Regions from separate parts of the Mus musculus genome. Here region 1 is linked to region 2. The links are chromatin contacts, called in public Hi-C maps. All regions are on one chromosome and are shown on one strand. Each heading gives the region's core, a stretch centred on a gene start, on an enhancer-like site or on the middle of the called end of the contact. The rest is flanking DNA. Distances are from core to core; before and after follow the strand shown. Region 1 overlaps Ptprn2 (protein tyrosine phosphatase, receptor type, N polypeptide 2). Region 2 overlaps Ptprn2 (protein tyrosine phosphatase, receptor type, N polypeptide 2).

Region 1 (3,508 bases), core at 51-2,550, 190 kb before region 2:
ACTTTTTCTATGCCATGGAGACTGTGCTCCTCTTGGTAGGCCACATGAGCTAGGCGAGAACTGATGTGTGTTTATGGTTATTGAAGTGTCTGGCTTTGCTAGGGGCAGAAGTAACAATGACATGCTAGGCCAAGGTCCTCGATGACTTCTGTGTTCAGTGGCCTTTCAGTGACACCTGCTGACAAGGAGCATAAGTATAGCAGTTGCGGTGGAGTGTTTAGGTAGGCACACACCTATCTGTCTGTTGGAGAGCACTTGCCAGTTTACAGGTGGACCCTCAAGCGGGCATACTCCCATATGTTATAGGGCAAGATGGTCTCTTTACCAGAGTGCAGCAGGTAGGTGATATGAGCAGGGTGTGAGTGGGTGATGCAGGTCAGCTTGTGTGCCTTTGGCTAGAAGCACCACAGGAGGCTTTCTGAACAGACTGAGTGCTTGCCACCTCTCCAGACCTCAGCTTGTTAAATGAAAATCACCTTCTGCTCCCAAGCTCATAGGCTCCATGGTCTCACAGGAGCCAGGAGCCATCCTGCCCATGAAGACACTAGCCAGGGTGGTTCCTCTGCTTCTCAAGGTGAGAAAGGCAAACATTGTCAACCCTGGGCCAGGTAGCCAGTAAGTCATGTCACTGCAGTTGAAATATACATTATGCAATTTTTTTTTTCAAAAAAGCATATGAAATTGTTAGGAAAGAGAGAAGAGCGGGTAGCCACCGTCTGATGCAACTTACTTCATTTTACGTGACTATTTACTTTGATATTGAATAAAAATTGAATTTGTTACTATGGCAACTGCTACATCATATAGTTGCTCTCTGCCTCCGAATCACAGGGGAGCATGAAAGGCCCATGTGAGCTTGGTGCTCTCGGCGGTGGTTCAGGAGAGAAAGGTATTCACTGTAAGTTCATATTTGTGCAAACGGCAAGTACAGTGGGACGAATGTTGGTGCAGTTTTCTTTGCCGTGTAGAGCAGTGGAGGCGGGAGGTGAAGAGCTGTTAGCCTCAGGTTTGTGAAGTCAGAGCTGAATATCTGCTCCCTGAGCCCAGGAATGGACAGGCTGCTGGGAACCTCAACTTCTGTCTAGTCTGCTTACCACTCATGAGGGCTGTGAAGGAGCTGAACACGGAAAAGCGAGATGGGGCCCCAGATATTTAATGCAATTTCATGCAGATTTTCCTTTTCAAACACAAATTAGGAGTCCTGACAAGTCAACAGTCTTTTCTCAGGCCTGTGCACTTTTGCATTTAAGAGGGAAAAAAAATCCGCTTCCTTTGTCAAGAAATGCAGATTAGAATAAAATGAGGTGAATGTGCATGGAATGCCAATGAGGGTCCTGCAGAAGAGAAACAAGAGCACCCTATTCCCTATCCCAAGGGCAGTGTGTGTCCCCAAGGAGTCAGGACATGGCTCCTTCCCTGTCCCCACTGGGAACCCCCAGTGGGGAACAGAAGGGGCTTCTGGTGTCCTGGGGAATGCCTGTGGAACCTGTGGTTTCCCCAGGTTCTCAGAGGGCCTGTGACGCCTAGGGCACAGCACTCTACACTGTGATCATAGCAAGCTTGTTCCCAGATGATCCATGGGCTAACGGGGGTGAGGGAGTGTGCATGAGGCAAGCACACATTCTCATTTCTCTGCAGGGCCTCCTGGCATATGTGATCAGACATGGCAACAAGAACATCTGGAACCCAGACCCCGGCGACCTTCACTCGAATGCCTGCCACATCTGTATTTGCCACTCCACTCACACCTCACCCCCTTCTTATACATGCTTGGACACACGTTGGTTGCTCCCGTGGCTCTTCTGAATACCTACAGGCAGGCTGAGCTACCCATGGTAGAGACGATGGCCACCCAAGGAAAAGCAGCGATTCTATTGCCCAGAAATGACACCTGCACGTTTGGCTTACAGAGTCAAAACAAAATGAACCAAAGGAGCAAGAAGGGCATGGTGGGACTGTTACCACAGTGGCATCGCTGACAGCAGCACAGGACATTGCCGAATCACTGTCACTCAGCCACACCACATTCCATGTGGGAACCACAGCACATACTTCCCAGGGACCATTACTCGAATAGTCACAGGATATAAGTAGCAAGGAGGACTAGGTGAAGGTGATGGACACTAGATTGGAGCCTGGAACCCAGCAAGGCTGGACCACTGTCTCATACATACCCAAGACCCCAGGCTTGCAGAATCCCCTCCTATTTACAGGTTCACTGACAATGCTGATCTCCTCCATGCAACCAGCTGTGTGAAGGGTTTCCCTGAGCTCCTCCCACATCAGGGTGCACAAGCACCCACTTCACCACAGGCCTGTCCTGCCTCTGCCGATGACTCCCAGTGCTTATCATCCTTGACATTTATCTACGTGCAACCTTCACCGAAGGTCAGGGGTGGTTTTCATCGCGTACTGTGCTCTGCCTAGGAACAACACACCCTGTGGGGTGGACACAGATACATGATGGCCAAGGACACCAGTGTCACAGTCTATCAGAGTCAGTGGAGACCCAGGTGACTTTACCATCTCCAGGGCTGCCTGCTCACGTTGGTGTGGATGTGTTGTCACTTAGTACAGTTGTATGCCATCTTTATGTAGATGGTACAGTGTGATACTACTGACTCAGGGCTGCTGCACACACTCCACATAGTAAAAATCTCCTGTTTTTACTGACGCCCTACAATTATATTCATGGATCCAAGGGGAAACCTGCTAGGTGAGTGTTATGTAGGGATTCTCTAGTCCAGTTTGCGGCATCTTGAATCTCTAATGATTTCAAAGGAATAGGCCAAAAGATACTGAAGAACAAACTTACAACCTCCAACCTCACCACAGGATGCCTGGCCTGTGAGCAGCAAAGTGTCTGCATGTGTATGTATTGCTGCCTTAAAGGCACCAATGTGTCTGCACATGTATATATGGTTGTTTTAAAGTCAGCAATATATATACATGCAGCCACCTTACAGGCAGAGTTCTTTCTTTTAGTGATTTCAAGGAAATCACAGAATTCTCCTGATTTATTGCACTACAATCATCACCTTCCTCCAGTTTTATATTTTAAGACTCCCCCTCCTTTCTTCCAACTCTTTCTTCTTTCATAAAGCTTTTTATTCCTCTCATTTCTCTGCTTGGCGAGTGGACTCCTTACATAAATGCTGCAAGTTCAAACTCTAAATCAAAAGATCAGGCTTTATGTTTTTGGCACAGAGGGCCCCGCCGCACAATGGCTCTCCCATTTGATTTGGCCCAAATATTATTTCAGGACCCAAGCTCCTCTTAGCCATCTAGAGCCACTGGACTGGACATGTTTGTTTACTTATTCATTTATTGCATGTGTGAATGTGCATGCATGGACACATGCCACGATACATATATGGAGGTTTGAGGACAGCCTGTGGGAGACAGCTGCCTATCCCACCATGTAGGACCCAGGGACTAAATTCAGATTATCAAGTTTGACAGCAACTGGCTTTATCCACTGAGCCTTCTCAATAGCCCTGGGCTGGGA
Region 2 (4,035 bases), core at 331-2,830:
TGTCCATCATTGCAAGGCTTATCCATGCTGCTTGCTACTGTATGCCTTAGTACTTCATTCATTGCTAATGGTCTGTCGAAATTGCCTGTTCACATGTTGGCAGACATTTCAGTTAGCTCTAGTTCTGCTCTCTACTACAAAAATTACCACAGAACTTTCTGTGCAAATTTTGAATGGCCTTATGCTTTCGCTTATCATAAGAAGAGATGGAGTGGTTGGAACCTGAAGAGATGTGTGGTCAACTTTTTAAGACATTTTGTAGTTTCAGGCCCTCCACCCCACCAAAACATGCGGCCAGATTTCTAAATTTCATCCACTCTCCCAATATGTAGGATGTCAATCAGCCTCACATTGTCAGTCTAAGTTGTTCAAATCTTCCATCTCACCCATCCCCCTCTTTCTCACATCTTCTCCAAGCTGCCCTGATATGAGTGCCTGTATTGTGTTCGCAAAGGTTGTGATTCTGGTTGGGTTTCTCTGGTCCTCTGAAGAGGTTCCTGCTCATCTTTACAGCTAGCTCTTGACCAGCCTTGACATATAACAGATGATCCCAAAAGTCCCCATGGAGCTCCTTGCCCTACTAGGGGGTTTACCTGTTGCTCCAACTTGTAGAGTCCCAAATCCTTAGGACTCTGCATCTTCAACTTTAGGGAGTTTCTTGGAAACAGCAGAGCAGCCTCTCATCTAATTATCCATGCTATGGGTGGTTGTGGAGGTCCCTAAACCACAAATATGTTCTAGCTGCCCTATCACTCAGGATACCCCCAGTCTACCTTCCAATCCTGCTGCATGTCCTTCACGTTGCATATTTATCTCCATTACTGTACTACTGTATTATATTTACTCCATTTCAACTACACTTTTGTTGTTTCTTTTATTAAATATGACTGAAAAATTTGAAGGGCAGGTGCAGTTTCATATCTTTCCAATCTCAGAGCCCATTATAGTTGCTTTATATTAATTATGTTCTCAAATACTCCTGAAAGTAAATTAATTAATGGTATCAGCAAGCAATGAATTTCAGCTTGGCCCTCTTCAGTGGCATGTGGAATGGGGATGTAATTGTGCTCTGTGGGTAAAACTAGAGCATGTTAATGTTATGCAAAGCACCTGAAAGGACTCTGAGCCAGTGCTACTCTGGACAATAAAGCAAGAAGGTAGGCACCCCACTAACAACACAGGGACAGTGGTAGAGTGGATTTAGTTATACGTGCTCAAAGCATGTATCAGAGTGGCTCCTGGCCATGCCTGTTTAGGAGGAGCACGGAAGTTCTACTCCCCATGGTTTCTGTTATGAGGTAATCAGTCCAACAGTCTCAAAGAGAATAAATCAAAATTCTGTCTATGCAGGAGTCAGATTCTCCAGGATAGATATACAGGAAAAAAAAAAAAAACATGATTTGTAAACAATTCACTAGAAATTGGATGCATGTTGAAACACCACCAGTGGCTACAGTTTAAATTGCTACAGAGATAGCCTGTCACCCGATGGGAGGGGTAGGAGAAGCCCCTAGTTCCAGGCTGGCTGCGGAGCCCTGCGGCAGCTTGGATTGCTGCTGCACTTCTGTGCTTTGTGCAGACGATGCTCATTAGAAATGTGACTCAGCTCTCTCCTCATTTAAGCACTCAACAGAAAATAATGAGTTCTGGGCTTTCACACTTTAAAAAAAAATATGAAGAAACATCTATCTGAATACAGAAGAAAAAAGAATGTGTAAGCCAGAAGTGCCCCCCAGCGCTCGGCCTCTGAATAACTCACAGCCATTGCTCTGAAATGGCCACCCTGTTGGATGATTATAATGACCATTAGTTCACACTGGGCAGCTTTTGAAGGGAAATAACAGCTGTGGGTAAAACGACTGGGCTACAGGCATCTACTGGCACTGTTGTGGCTACCTGTGGTGTGAGATCATCCTTCTGAGTGGTGGTCTCAAGGAACCCAGGAGCCAACATAGTGTGAGTGGTACTGGTGTCATGGTACTCTGACCGCACCCTGCCAGCTCCCCTTGCCAACTGCTCTTTCTGGGCTGTGGGGGACATGAGCACTTGCCACTGCTTCTCCTCTCTATGGGTCCTGAGCCCACAGAATCATCTAGAAAAATATGCCAGCCCCTTGTGGACATCTGCCAAGAGAAGCCCTCGTTCTAGCAGAGCAAATGGTGTTGTCATTCTACATGAGGAAGGCTTCAAGTGCCTTCAGGGAGTCAGCTGCTGGTGCTGGGATCACAGCATAGGTGTATGCTATGTATGTATGATAGGTATATTAGGACAGAGGAAGCTCAGGACTGAGGAAGCCTTGGTGCGGGTTCGGGGAAAATCTCCAGATGTGGGTGCTTAGCAGCATACTACAGTCTTAGAAAACACAGCCCAATGAAGTAACATTGTGGACATTCATTAGAAAGAGCTGTTGAGCCTACAAAAAGCCTACCACGCACACCAGGGAGTCCAGCTTGCCCACCATCCCCACTCTCACCCTTAGAGATGAGCTGGTTCTCAGGCTCAAAAACACTGACTTCTGGAATCCAGAACCCTTTGGCACATCGTAGTGACCATAATTTGACACCTTAGACGCCCACTGAAAAATGTGACTTGGCTCCAAAACAAGCTTACTCTAACATCCTGACTGAATGAGCCAGGAACATTCATTTCACTAACAGCTGTACTCGTTATAACCTTCATAATCTGAGAAGCTTTTGCCTCCAAACGAGAAGTCCTATCAGTTTCTTACTTTGTACCTTGGACCTAGCAGGCAAGTCTGGTCCTGAATAGCATGGTGATTGCCATGTGCCTAAGCCTGCCTTCAACAGACAGACAGTTGTCTAGAGCCCAAGCCTGAAAGCCTTACTGTTTTGGACACCATGTCATCTTGATACTCTATCCTAGATAGACAGTCATTCTGTTGCCCTGAGATATCCCCACCAGTGACTTTTCAGAAATTAGAAATCTCCAGGGATATAGGGATTGCTGATTTAAAAACAGACCAGCCAGGTACCAGACCTAACTCCAGCCATATTCAGATGCCCTTGTCTTCTTGCCATCTGGGCTATGTCTCCACTCCTATCCTGAGCACATTTCCTACAGACTGGGAGCAGAGCTCTTCCTTGGTCTCTTAGTACTAGATTTCCTGCAGTGGTGCCTGGAATCAGCACAGCCCCAGGGTCCAGAACCTCCTTGCATGCAGCCTCACTCTTCTCATACTACCCAGAGCCTGTAGTCAGGAGGACAGCTGCTGGGAGCCTGAGAACTGAGACTGCTCACTCTGCAAAGATGTCTGTACCCTACAAACAACATACAAACAGGTAAAAGACAACCCAGGCCATGAGGAGACTGAAGCATCACCTTGGCTGGACGAGTCTCATGGTCTATCCTAGAGTGTGCATTTGCTGTTGGGGTCTGGGACAGAAGCTCCAGGTAGGGCAGATAGCGCCGAAGGGTCTTGGCCAGGGCCACCTCCCTCTCCAGACTGAACCATTTTTCATTGTCAGCATTCTGTTGTAAGGACCTGAAAAGCAAAGAGAACAATGACTCAACCATCCTGAGCCTGAGATGGGGACAGGTGCGAGCATGATATATGCACAGCCTCAGCAGCCTGCAAGGATGCAGTGAGCTGCTGGTCAACACCTATGCATCTCCTTTACCAGTGTTGTTTCTTAAGGAGCCTGGACTCACAGTTCCCACAGTGTGTGGAATGCAGTGGAGCTGTTGGGAGGGGCTGATGAGTGGCCCAACAGGACTCATGTATAACATACTGCCCATGGTGTCCTGTGACATTGCTGACATGAGACAGATGGAAATGGAACACACACACAAAAAACCCACACCCACTACTGACACCTGCAGCATAAGCTCTCTGACTGAGGCAGGTGGCTCAGATATGTCATCGTAACACTCAGGAAGCTGAGGCAGAGGAATGGAAAGTTTGATGCCAGCTCAAATAACCTAGTAAGGTCCTGTTCAAATTAAATAATTGAGAATCCCATACATGCATGTGTATTTCTACCAAATTCACACCCAATTCTGTATCCTATATCCACC

What was found. A called contact is a pair of places that touch in the nucleus more often than the background predicts.
Region 1: a contact with region 2 is called in a Hi-C map of cortical neurons, with 2.6 times the contacts expected there. The contact joins two enhancer-like sites. A contact is called at or near these places in 4 of 484 Hi-C or Micro-C datasets (cerebral cortex, cortical neurons and embryonic stem cells) and 1 of 115 datasets of contacts at active chromatin or transcription factors (astrocytes).

Annotation. Positions count from the first base shown.
Region 1 is chr12:117,026,448-117,029,955 of GRCm38.p6, reverse strand. The region is part of intron 12 of Ptprn2 (protein tyrosine phosphatase, receptor type, N polypeptide 2); the gene reads right to left. Among named protein-coding and RNA genes, the nearest start is that of Gm10421, 120 kb to the left of the region's middle. Within about 2 kb of position 1,300, at least 16 of the 459 cell types and tissues checked have an H3K27ac peak or open chromatin away from gene starts, as enhancers often do. A contact at or near this core is called in cortical neurons, where this site is marked.
Region 2 is chr12:116,840,711-116,844,745 of GRCm38.p6, reverse strand. Ptprn2 (protein tyrosine phosphatase, receptor type, N polypeptide 2) reads right to left here. Exons shown (of 23, transcript NM_011215.2): 5 at 3,340-3,502. Among named protein-coding and RNA genes, the nearest start is that of Gm31336, 85 kb to the right of the region's middle. Within about 2 kb of position 1,580, at least 26 of the 459 cell types and tissues checked have an H3K27ac peak or open chromatin away from gene starts, as enhancers often do. A contact at or near this core is called in cortical neurons, where this site is marked.